Linked DNA regions of Mus musculus: regions 1 and 2 are each linked to region 3. A link is a contact called in public promoter capture Hi-C data. All regions are on one chromosome and are shown on one strand. The core of a region is the stretch at or near the end of the contact, and the rest is flanking DNA. Distances in the headings are between cores, read along the strand shown.

The links. Promoter capture Hi-C pulls out the DNA fragments that hold promoters and counts their contacts.
Region 1: a promoter capture Hi-C map of pre-B cells shows a contact between it and region 3. The contact joins the promoter of 1700031P21Rik here to the promoter of Klhl28 in region 3. A contact is called at or near these places in 1 of 39 promoter capture datasets (pre-B cells) and 1 of 484 Hi-C or Micro-C datasets (CD8 T cells).
Region 2: a promoter capture Hi-C map of pre-B cells shows a contact between it and region 3. The contact joins the promoter of Strn3 here to the promoter of Klhl28 in region 3. A contact is called at or near these places in 2 of 39 promoter capture datasets (cranial neural crest and pre-B cells) and 1 of 484 Hi-C or Micro-C datasets (B cells).

Annotation. Positions count from the first base shown.
Region 1 is chr12:52,599,306-52,603,577 of GRCm38.p6, forward strand. 1700031P21Rik (RIKEN cDNA 1700031P21 gene) reads right to left here and starts at 3,017. Exons shown (of 3, transcript NR_045910.1): 1 at 2,875-3,017; 2 at 2,685-2,750; 3 at 679-773. Gm35239 (a long non-coding RNA gene) reads left to right here and starts at 3,648. Exons shown (of 7, transcript XR_001780617.2): 1 at 3,648-4,272.
Region 2 is chr12:51,690,585-51,694,535 of GRCm38.p6, forward strand. It overlaps Strn3 (striatin, calmodulin binding protein 3), which reads right to left and starts at 1,330. Exons shown (of 18, transcript NM_052973.2): 1 at 838-1,330. The coding sequence starts at 1,119. Ap4s1 (adaptor-related protein complex AP-4, sigma 1) reads left to right here and starts at 382. Exons shown (of 6, transcript NM_021710.4): 1 at 382-730.
Region 3 is chr12:64,963,850-64,967,648 of GRCm38.p6, forward strand. It overlaps Klhl28 (kelch-like 28), which reads right to left and starts at 1,687. Exons shown (of 5, transcript NM_025707.3): 1 at 1,560-1,687. Togaram1 (TOG array regulator of axonemal microtubules 1) reads left to right here and starts at 1,893. Exons shown (of 20, transcript NM_177805.3): 1 at 1,893-3,799. The coding sequence starts at 2,128.

The DNA.
Region 1 (4,272 bases), core at 1,767-4,266, about 12 Mb before region 3:
GCATTTCTTTTAGACAGGAACAATTCTGGGTTGAAAATCTTGAAGGTGTGTTGGTGTCTCCATCCCTCCACTGAAAGCCCTGTCTGACTACTAGAGGTAGTCTCTTCAGGTTCTATCTCCCCACTGTTGGGCATTTTGTTTAAGATCACCCACATTGAATCCTGGGAGCTTTAAACACTTCTTAATTGCATTTATTTATGTAGGATAGGTAGGATTTATGTATGTAGGATTTGGGGAATACCTGTGCCTTGTGTGAAAGTCAGAAATTGATTCTCTCCTCCCACCTTGTAGGTCTCAGAGAGAGCTCAGGTTGTCAGGCTCAGTGGCAAGTAAGCACCTTTACTTGCTGAGTCATCTCACTGGCACATGTGCATAGACTTTCATGAATAGACTCATGACACAAACCTCTCCCAGTTGTCTTCTTTTGTGTACCACACCTGTGAAACACATTCATTCTGTGCACATCAGCAACAGGCTTCTTCTTATGGCTGAATAGCATTCCATTGTATCCGTATGTCACAATCCATCTTTCCCCACATTATACAAATCTATGGATTTAAGTCTTAATTTCTCCTGTATAAATAGAAATTAGAAACTGGTGGGTCCCAATATGTTTCCCTCTGTAAGACTTCCCACTTTTTTTATTGCTGTGATAAAATACTCTGGCAAAAGTAATTTCAAGAGTCATTTATGTACACTTATAGTTCAAGGTACAGTTGATCATGGAAAGAAGTCTGGGCAACAGAAACTTGAAGTAGCTGGTCACATGACATCTACAATGAGGGGAGAGGGTGAGTGTTGGCTTGCAAGCGGTCAGTTCACATCAATATATATCACAACTAATATCAAGCTAATCCCACACAGGAACGTCAGATGTCCACCTTCCAGTGACTCCTGACTATGCCAAGGTGATAATTAGCATGAATCTTTGCACAGGAAAAGCTAAAGAGTTCTTCAAAAATGTATCAGCTCTCCTCTCTCCCTCCCTGACAGTGTCTACCCATCACCTAAGAGTGCTAGATGCTCTGCAGAGTCGCCTGATTTTGTTTATTCTTGAGTTTTGTCATTTTAGTACTGTGAGATGGTATTTAGCAGACATGAGCAATTTTCTGAGGATTAGCCTGTTGAATTTGTTTCCATTTTCAGGGGAGGCATTTATATATCTTTTTCTATTTTCCCTTTTTGTTTCATTGTGCTTTTCATTTGTTATACTTTTGCTAAATATTTGTCTAAACCTTTTGCCCATTTAGATTTATTTTCTCTTATGGGTATGAGTGTTTTGCCTGTATGTATGTCTGCCTGTGTTCCACAATGTGCCTGGTGCCTTCAGAAATTAGAAGAGGAGGTCAACTGCCTGGAACCGGGGTTTCAGATAACCATCTGTGAGCCATCAGGTGTTTGCTATGAATGAGCCTGGGTCCTCTGGAAAAGCAACCAGTGCTCTTAACTGCTGAGCCTTTTTTCCAGCCCCATCTTAATTTATTCTTGATACATTTCTGATGATGGGTTCTGATTATTCTCTTGAGATTTGTCTTGTATTACAGTTTGACTCTCTGTTGAACAGTTTGACTCTGTTTATGATAAAGACCAGTTTGACAAGTTTTTCAGAGATTCTACTTTCTGTATTCTATCTTAGAACTCTTTGTTCACCCTAAGGTTGCAAAAAATACTTTCCTATGTTTTCTTCTATAATCTCTATCTCAAGTTAATTTTTCACTTGAAAGAAAAGAAAACTAAATCTTACCCACATACTTTGGAGTCCTCAGAAGTACTGAAAATCAGTGAGATTGGTAAAGGCGCTTGCTATCCAGCCCAATGAATGAGGGTTTTATCCCTAGAACCTACTTGGTGGAAGGAGAAATCTAACTCCTGGCAAATTGTCCTCTGACCACAACACACATGCAAAGGAAATAAATAAACAATGCAATAAAAATATTAAAAGAAGTACTAAAACCCATTTAACCTCATGGGGATGTTGAGATAAAAATCATTAAATTAATGCTTGTTTACTGACCTAAACCTGAAGTTGGCTTGATTAAGCATTCATTCAGACATCTGAATGTTAGTTTATGGAAACAAAGGGAGGGGGAGGGGGAGAGGTGAGGTGAGAGGGAGGGACTGTGAGGAGAGGGAGGGAGGGAGGGTCTCAGAGGAGAGGAGAAAGGGGAAGTTGCAATCTAGATGGAAAGTAAATAAATACAAAATTATCATAAAAGGCAGGCTAATAGAAAGTTACACCAAAGCATTTTTAAAAAGCATCTAATTGGAAATTTTAATTCAATAGACCTGTCATTTTCACTCCTGTTTTTCCTGGGGGAAGAACAGTGTTTTATTACTTTTCAAAAGTTGTTAGAAAACAACCAACTTTCTTTTTTTTTTTTTTTGAGACAGGGTTTCTTTGAATAGCCCTGGTTGTCTTGGAACCCACTCTGTAGACCAGTCTGGCCTCGAACTCAGAAATTCGCCTGCCTCTGCCTCCCGAATGCTGGTATTAAAGGTGTGCGCCACCACCGCCCGGCTCTGCGTGACTTCATAACCCTTCTTTTTCTGCATATCAGAAAACCGGTGCCAATTAAACAAGTTTTAAAATTATTTTCTCATGCCAAGTTGGAGGAAAGATGGGAGGACGAGGAGAAGGGAAAAAAAAAAAAAAGAAACTCTAGTTAAATTAAGTAGTAACTTGCCTTGTCCTTCGGTAGTTCGTTTGTTAATGAATTGAGACAGTTTGTATAGGTGTTGTACAGGACTATCTTCTGAAACAAACAAAATCTATCTTACCACATTCTGTAATGTCTACTGGCAAAAGATCATCTCAGCTGGGCTTGTTGACCCACACCTGCTCATAAAGGGGCAGGGAGGTCAGGCGACCCTTACCTGAGTATCCACCCTACCTACTGTAGTACGCAATTTTATCCATAACTAGAAGTGGCCTCGCTGAGGGGAGGGGTAGAGTCTGTAACCTAGGAAGACTAAGGGAGTGGGGTGGCTGGGTGGAGAAGTCTTCATCCCGACTGGGTAAAGGCTTTCTAGGCGTAACTTGGGGGGATGAACACCCTGGCTCTGTGAGCAACTCCTCCTTTACGTCATAGAAGGAAGCTCAACTCACCATTCCCTCCGCAGAGTGTCCTTTGGAGGACTCTTCTGTTTGCTGCTGGAACAAGGATAGGCCTTGTCTGTCTGCTCAAGAGAAGGAATTTTAGCTGACTAGCCTAGGCTGGGCTTGTATTCACTATGTAGGGAAATCTGCCCTTGAACTTCTAGTTCTTCTCTGTTTCCCACCCAAGTACTGGGATTACAGGCAGGTGCCACACCACAGCCGACTAATGGTGATAATTATAAGCACACAGGAAAACCTTTGCCCAGACTTCATTCTGAGAAATACTGAAACCACACCAAACTAGCAGTTTCTGACCTTTGTCCCTCATTTTACAGCCCACAAAGCTATGACTTGAACAGCTAAGACTTCGCTGTTATTTAAAATTACAACAAATATTTCCTCCAAGTAGGTATGTTTTACACATTTGTATCATAACAGGGCTAACATGTCATTTAATATACAGGAAAAGGAACGGAAGTACAAGAGTGACTCTGCTATTATTCTACTCCAAAGTGAGCAGTGTAAATCCTTAAATTTCCCTCTCAGGCCAAGTAGGTGGGCTTCCGCCCTTGCATCTGTGTTCCGGATGTTTGGTTACCAGGCAACGTCTAGCGCCTGCCAGACACCTGTGAAGGGGTGCGGCCCCTGGTCCCCGAGCCTCGGTCCTGGACCTAATCGGCGCCTGCGCAAAATGTGCACAGGCAGGCGTTACCTGCGACCGGCCACCCGCAGAGAGTGGACGGGCGTGGCCGCCCAGTCAAACTCGCGGGTCCAGGCCGGGCAGCGCCTGCTGGGAACAGACTGTACCCCAGGCTCTAGAGGACCTCCCCAAGCTTTTGCTGCGTTCCTAGAGTATGGTGCCCATAGTTCTGGGACCGAGTAGGCTATGCTGGGGAGGGGTCACCTGGCGGGTTGGGCATACTTCAACAGGCATTGGACTAGTGGAACATAGGTAACAAGTGTCCTGTTTTAGTGTGTGGGGGGAGTAGGTGATCGAGTCAGGGCCCTGGTCACTTAGCTGCCACACATTTCTCAAGCTCCCACACAGACGTAGGAGAACAGCGAGCCTCCCAGCGTGCCGGATAGCGGACTGCTTAGAGAACTCACTCCCCTCCCCAGGCCTCTAGAGGAAGGCTCTTACCCAACATGCACCAGGAGCTAATTTGCATAACCCC
Region 2 (3,951 bases), core at 80-2,579, about 13 Mb before region 3:
TCACCTTCCAAAAGTTAGGATAACCCAAGTCTGTCAGAGGATCACATTAAGTGGACATTTAACTCCGTTTTAGCTTGTACTAAGCGATAAGTACGGTCTACTTCAAATTAAGACCAATTCTTTCCGCAGACATTTCCTAAATACTGTACTGACAGCCCAGCTTTGCTTTGCATCAGTAAAAACATGAATATAGTAGGGAACTCTAGAGAAGCCGACTCAAGAGAGAAATATTCAGTTAAAGTGTTGATGAATCAGTAAGCGCTAAAGGAAATCCAAGTGAGTAGAGCGGCATCGCAGGTACTTAAAGGAGTTGAGGATGGGAAGGCAAACTTGTCCGGCCGGCCGCGAGCCATTGTGCGCGGCGGTAGCCCGAAGCGGCGTGGCTGTCAAGGGGCAAGTGCGTACCGAGGCGCGGGGGAGGGGGCAGGACGCCACATCGGAAGGGGGTGCAGGAGCCAGGAGGCAAAGACGCTCATCCCAGGCCCTCTCCGCGTGGCCTCACCCTCAAGGGGACCCACAAGCGCAAACTCAGTGCCTAGCGGGCCCACGCCAGACTCTCGCCCAGAGGCGCTGGGCCCAAACCCCGGAGGCCCAGGAGAGGTGGCTCCGGAGGAGCCCTGCGGACGCCATGCTAAAAGCCAAAATGGCTGCCCCAAGGATGCCCGCAGCGCGCCGCCCGTGAGGAGGGAGCCGGGCGCGCCGTCACCGCTCGCCGGCCGGAGCGGCTCAGGTAGGTCCCCTCCGCCCTTGAGGGCACGGGCCTCAGCCCCGGCCCCACCCCCGCGGCCCGTGGCCCCGGCCCCAGCTCGCAGTCGAGAGGGGTGACGGGTGACGTACCTGCAGCTCGGCCCGCTCCACCTCCCAGTGCGCCCGCTCCATCTCGAAGCGAGCCCACTCGTGCTGGATGTAGTGTAGGATCCCCGGGATCGTGTACTGTTGCGGCCGGGACAGCTCCGGGCCTGCCGGGGGCCCCGCCGCCTCGGCGGCCGGAGGACCCCCGCCGCCCGGCGCTCCGTTCGCTCCCGGCGGCAGGCTCAGGTTCCCCCCGGGTCCCTGCTGCGGCCGGGGAGGGGCTGCCATCCCCTGGCCGCCGCCGCCGCCTCCGGCCAGCTCGTCCATTGTGTGTGGGGCCCCGGCCGGGGCGCAGTGCCAGACGCCGACAGCTGCGGGGAGGGCCGGGACGGTGGCCCCGCGCCGACCGCAGGGCGGGGGGCCGGCCGGGAGACGGCCGGGGAGGGGGTCGTTGCCGTGTGCTTGCCGCGGATCAGAGCAGGGAGCTGCCGGCCGCCGCCATTACGGTACCTCCTCCATCTGCCCGTCTCACTCACTCACTTTGGGGGAGAGGGGGGCCGCGGCGGGAGGAGGAGGAGGGACGGAGGAGGAGGAGGAGGGACGGAGGGCCGCCGCTCGCGCACGGCACGCTGGGTAGAGAACGCCGCTGCAAGCCGCACTCCGGAGAGCCAAAAAGAGTCCGGCCTCACCCCACGCAGGCGCACTGAGGATGGACCGCTCTTCGGGAGGCGGGGAAAGGCCTGGGCCCCGCCCCAACTCGGGCGCCGGGCCCCAGCTTTTCTACGCCTGTGGAATCTGGATGCTGCCTTGACTTTGGGGAAGCGCGTGGGCGTCGGGCTTCCGGGTCGTTTTCCTCACGCACGTATCCTTAGGGGCAGCGTGGGTCTCAGCTGAGGGCCTGGGCTCTGGAGCTGCGTGCAAGGCGTCCTCCGTACTGCCCTGGAATTCCTGACGTTTCTCTAGAATTCCTGGCGTGTTTTGCTCAGTCCCAGAGGGTCGGGCCTCTTTTCTGCCTGTCACTCACTTGACCTCTGGTTTCGTGGCACCAGTCAGTCTGCAGGATTCTGGAGACGTCTACGTTTGGCAAATAGCCCAGATTCTTCCGGACTTTCTCACTGGCTCCTGGGCTTCGTCGCAACCTGCTTCTTTGGTCCCACTTCGGTGCTCCTGGCCGCCCGTTGTAACTTCTTAAGTCTTTATTATTCTGAGATTCTCTGTGTTTGAGCTATTGCTTTTTTTTTTTTTTTTTTTTTTTTTTTTTTTTTTTTCCTGAAGAAGTTGTGATATCTTGAATTCTTGAGAATAGTGGGTTGGATGGCAAACGATAACTTTCAAAGAGACTGATGTTTAGAAGTCAATGAACGCAGATATTGTCATTAGTGGCAGAAATTTTGATCGAAACAAAATGAAAGTATTGTAAATAGAACTTAAGATGAACTAAATCAACACAACGATATCTTTCTTCATCATTAAATGGTTTTAGAATGAAATACTACATACACAAAGGGTCAGTTTTTAGGTGCTATAGTGTGCATTTTTCTGTAAGTTCTTTTTTTGGTTTTTTCGAGACAGGGTTTCTCTGTATAGCCCTGGCTGAACTGGAACTCACTTTGTAGACCAGGCTGGCCTCGAACTCAGAAATCCGCCTGCCTCTGCCACCCGAGTGCTGGGATGAGAGGCGTGCCACCACGCCCGGCTTTCTGTAAGTTGAGGTAACAGCCTGGCTACCGGGCTTGGTGAACCATGTCTTTAATCCCAGCACTCGGGAGGCAGAGGTAGACAACCTGATCTCTGGGTTTCGTTTCAGACCAGCTTGGTCTGCAGAGTTCCCAGACAGCCAGGACAACAGAGAAACCCTGTCTGGAAAAGCCAAAAAAGGAAAGAAGAAGAAGGAAAAAAAAAACAAAAAACCTAATAACCTATGTAACAGCAAATGAAAAGAAAAATACACAGTACTTACAGCTATACAAGAAATAGTATATAAAATTGGTTATGTTTTTAAACTTTTATTTTCACTCTGAAAGCCTATTCAAATTTTCACATTGGAGCATATAAGTGACTTCATATAACTTCAGAGAGAAAAAGAAATACATTTTATTTTGTCATGTCTGCTGTGTTATAAAGAACTAATTCGATCTGTTACACTTATTACCATATTTATGAAATGTAGTCTTTAGTAAATGAAGAAATGAGGCTGGAGAGATGGCTCAGCAGTTAAGAGCACTGACTGCTCTCCTAGGCGTCCTGAGTTCAGTTCCCAGCGACCACAGTGACTCACAGCCATCTGAAATGGGATACAGTGCTCTCTTCTGGTGTGTCTGAGAGAGCAACAGTGTACTCACATAAGTAAATACATCTTTTTTTTTATATGAAGAAATAGTACTGTTATCTAAGAGTTATTGACAATCAGCATACAGCTGGCTCAAGCAGTCCCATTCCTTAAGAAAGAACACATAAAAAGCTCAGAAAAACTTACATCCTGGGTACCTATTTTATGAACACAAGGAAGCTTTTAGGGATCTGAAGCCCACATGGCTGGTGATTATGTCAAAAGAGCAAGTTGCACATTTATATTTCTCATTTCACACTTCAGCTCACAGGAAGGTTGCCCCCCACCTACCCTGCAAAAAGATAACTGTTGTTCTTCTATTGTCTGTCTTAAGTGGAGACAGGCAGATCTTTGAGTTTGAGGCCAGCCTGGTCTACAAAGCCAGTTCCAGAATAGCCAGGACTGTTACACAAGGAAACCCTGTCTCAACAAAGAAACAGAAACAAATAGCAAAGTTTTCTGCTCTGCTGAGATGATGTTTTACACTGTTAACATTGTGCTTCCTGCCCACTGCTCCTGAGAACACTGGAATGAGTCTCTAGAACTTTTAGATAACAAATTCTCCCAGTTACACTCTAACAGTTCAGCTTGCCTAACTGGAATTCTCTCTCTGACCCCTTGCTGAGTCATTTCCTCTCTTCAGTCCCCTTTGAAACTTCCTATTTATCCTGTCCTCTCACCTGTCACTCCTCCCTGCTCCTGCCTAGATTCTCCTTCTTTCAGAATGATTTGGGGTAGGTGGAGGGTAAAATGGTGTGCTGCCCTTGAGTGTGAGATTCTCCTGTTTCTGCCACCCAAGTGCTGGGATTGCAAATGGACTTCAGCTTGCT
Region 3 (3,799 bases), core at 437-2,936:
AGTGGCAGAACACTTCCCAGCATGAACAAAGCCCCTCGGTTCAGTGTTCAGGACAGTGAAATAACACAGAACAGCAGCAGCAAACCACAAAACAGAAGATAAAAGAAAGTGAAGAAACCCACCAAAGCTTTAAACCAAAGCACAGGATACATGGTTATACAGCCTCATTTATATTAATACTTTTTCCAAAATAAAAAATTAAGAACATTTTAATTATGTTATAATAAAAACTAATAAATACAATTTCAACTTGCATCACCAGGAGTATTAATTATTGTTATAAAGCACTTTGATACATGTGACTCAATTATTTCAAGATTTCAAAAAATAATATAGCTGGGTATGGTGGCACAGGGCTTTAATCCCAACACTTGGGAGGCAGAGGCAGGCAGATCTCTAAGTTGGAGGCCAGCCTGGTCTACACAGGGAGTTCAGAACAACTAGGACTAGACAGGAAAACCCAGTCTCAAAATAATAAAATAAAATAAAATAAAAATTGAGAGATATCCATTTAATACAAAGAGGGACAGAAATACTTTTGCATTTGAAGAATATAAGCTTGGAACTTCAAATTATAACTCAGTCTTTTCTCACTGAAAAGTAATTGTATTATTTCTTTTAAAAGTCTGCCGAACAACAACAAATCTGTTTTCAAGCTTGGTTTGACAGTGCACACTGGTAATCTCAACAATCAGAAGACTGATAGGAGGGTCAAGACTTCAAGACCAGCTTGGGCTATACAGTAATTCAGCATTAATGTTTCAAATACAGACACACAAAAAAGTTGCTCTTTCATGCCCCAAAGGGGTGTGGCCGTATAGGAGATACTCTTAGTTGAACTGAGTCTATTTATAGTTTCTTTTACAAAAAAAAAAAAAACACTCATCAGCTATCAAATTCTCATTTTGCTTAAAATAATGTCTATCAACCTAAATCCTCTGTGCAGAATTCTCTTAGGACTGTAATGCTAAGAACTTGCACCACAACTGAAATTGTCTAGCGATCTCCGTCTCCAGGAGACTGAAAGACTGCAGAGACTCTGGAGTATCCTAGGGGAGATGGGAAAGGTGGAGGTGGGGCGAAAGGAAAAGTCCCACAGAGGAGTTAAAAGATAAAGGCTTTAAGCACTCCGTTTAATGCAAAGGGGAAAACACTGATTCTACCTATCTATAAGAAAACTTGGTGATGCGGACAATGAAAAGGGACAGAAGCCTTTAACACTCCATAGCCAGCGGGTGAAGAGAGGAAAAGGAGGCAAGGGAGAAGAGGGCGGGGCGAGGAAGGTCCCCAACGACAAGAAAGTCTTTTTTAAAAAAGTACTCTGTGTGCTTGGCCTCGGTTAGGTTCTCCTGTACTACTAAGCAGGCTGCAGGTAGAAAGAATCTTATTTTGGACAGCAGTGAGTAGAACGTTTACAATGGTAACCAGCACTGTGCAGAACATGTCGTCTCTCTCTGCCTGCTCTGGTCCAGTTCTTTGCCTCGCATTCTGGCTCCTGGGGCACTCGGGGAACACACCACCAAAGCCTGCACCACTGTATAATAGCAAAAGGAAAATACCTGAGTCCCAGGAATAACACCTGCAGCAACAGGAGGAGGAGCCACGGAAAACTGGAACCCGGGATGGGATCCTCTCTTGCTCCCGTCAAACCTCAACTCTTATGGGTGGGGTGGAAAACTTCCGCCCCGGACAAGGGAGCGTCATTTCCGTCTAAGGCCTTGACCCCGCCTCTTCATTCTGGCTACGTTCAGACTTCCTCTTCCAGGAATCTTCGGCCTATGCTTTAAGTCCTTACATGGACTACATAACCCAGCATCCACCGCGGCAGATTGGTTTCCGGGTCAAGAGGTCCGCTCTGGGTGCATCACCATGGAAGCGCTCGGTTTGGTCACGTGGTGGCCCTGGTTACGCCGGGTGGCGCCTGTGGGGTCCCAGGCTCAGCGGGGGCCATTTTGCCGGAGGCTGGCTCCGGGAGTGGAAGGCCCGAGCGGCCTGGCAGCTGACCGGAGCCGTTCCTTCTCTTCCTCTGCAGCTCGGGGCTTGGAGAGGAACTGGAAGGCTGGGCTTCATCCAGCCCTCCCAAGACGGCAATGGTTCCCTCCAGCTCTCGCTACCTGACGACCCTCCATGGCGGCCGCGCCTTCCGAGCTGCTCCCGCTGCCGCCTCCTGCGACCCCTGGTTCCTATCGCCTCCTGAGCCGCTGTCGTCCTTACGCCCCAGGGACTGATGGTCGTCGATCCGGGGGCACCATGAGAGGCGAGAAAAACTATTACTGCCGTGGGGCTGCCGGGGATCATGGCTCCTGCCCCGCGACGCCGTCGCCTCTGGCCTCGACCCTCCTGTTACCGGCGGAGGCTGTTTCAACTAGCTGGTCCGGGCCTGGAAGTGGGCTCTCGGGCGGAGATGAGGAGGAGACTCGGCTTCTTCAACTCCTGCGCACCGCACCGGATCCTTCCGAGGCGTTCCAGGCTTTGCAGGCTGCCTTGCCGCGGCGAGGCGGCCGGCTTGGCTTTCCCCGCCGCAAGGAAGCCTTATATCGGGCGCTGGGCCGAGTGCTTGTGGAAGGCGGCAGTGAGGAGAAGAGGCTCTGCTTGCAGCTTCTCTCGGACGTTCTTCGGGGTCAGGGCGAGGCGGGTCAGCTGGAAGAGGCCTTCAGTTTAGCGCTTTTGCCTCAGCTCGTTGTCTCGTTACGAGAAGATAACCCTGCCCTACGGAAAGATGCGCTGCAGATCCTGCATATTTGTCTTAGGCGTAGTTCTGGGCAGGTCCTGCGAACTCTCATCCAAGGCCTGGAAAGTCCAGATGCCCGGCTTAGAGCTTCCACTGCGCTGTTGCTCCCTATCTTGTTCACTCCTGAGGATTTGTTGCAGGGTTTGGATCTCACTGAAGTAATAATATCTCTGGCCCGAAAGCTTGGCGATCAGGAGATGGAAGAAGAATCCGAGACAGCCTTCTCTTCACTTCAACAAATTGGAGAACGACTTGGTCAAGAGAGGTTTCACTCCTACATCTCGCGTTTGCCTTCTGCACTGAGGAGGCACTACAATCGCCGCCTGGAGTCCCAGTATGGAAGTCAGGTTCCTTATTATTTGGAGCTAGAAGCCTCCGGGTTTTCTGAAGATGCTGCCCCGTGTGTAGTGAATCTTTCCAGTAGCAATCTTAAATTTGAGATTATTCCCCAGGAACTCCATGCAAGACTGTTGGATCAGGAAGATTATAAAAACAGGACTCAGGCTGTTGAAGAACTAAAGCAGTTGCTGGGAAAATTTAACCCAAGTTCGACCCCTCATGCTAGTCTCGTTGGTTTCATTAGCTTATTGTATAACTTGCTAGACGATTCCAATTTCAAAGTGGTCCATGGCACACTTCAAGTTCTCCATTTGCTGGTCATTCGCCTGGGAGAGCAGGTGCAACAGTTCTTGGGACCAGTTATAGCGGCTTCTGTGAAAGTGCTGGCAGACAACAAGTTGGTGATCAAGCAGGAGTACATGAAAATCTTCCTAAAGCTAATGAAAGAAGTGGGTCCTCAGCGGGTGCTTTCTTTGCTCCTGGAAAACCTTAAACATAAGCATTCCAGAGTACGGGAGGAAGTAGTGAACATTTGCATCTGTTCCCTCCTGACCTACCCCAGTGAGGATTTTGACTTACCCAAACTGTCCTTTGATCTTGCTCCAGCTCTTGTGGATAGCAAACGCAGGGTACGCCAGGCAGCTTTAGAGGCCTTTGCTGTTTTGGCATCATCAATGGGCTCAGGTAAAACCAATGTTCTTTTTAAAGCTGTAGATACTGTTGAATTGC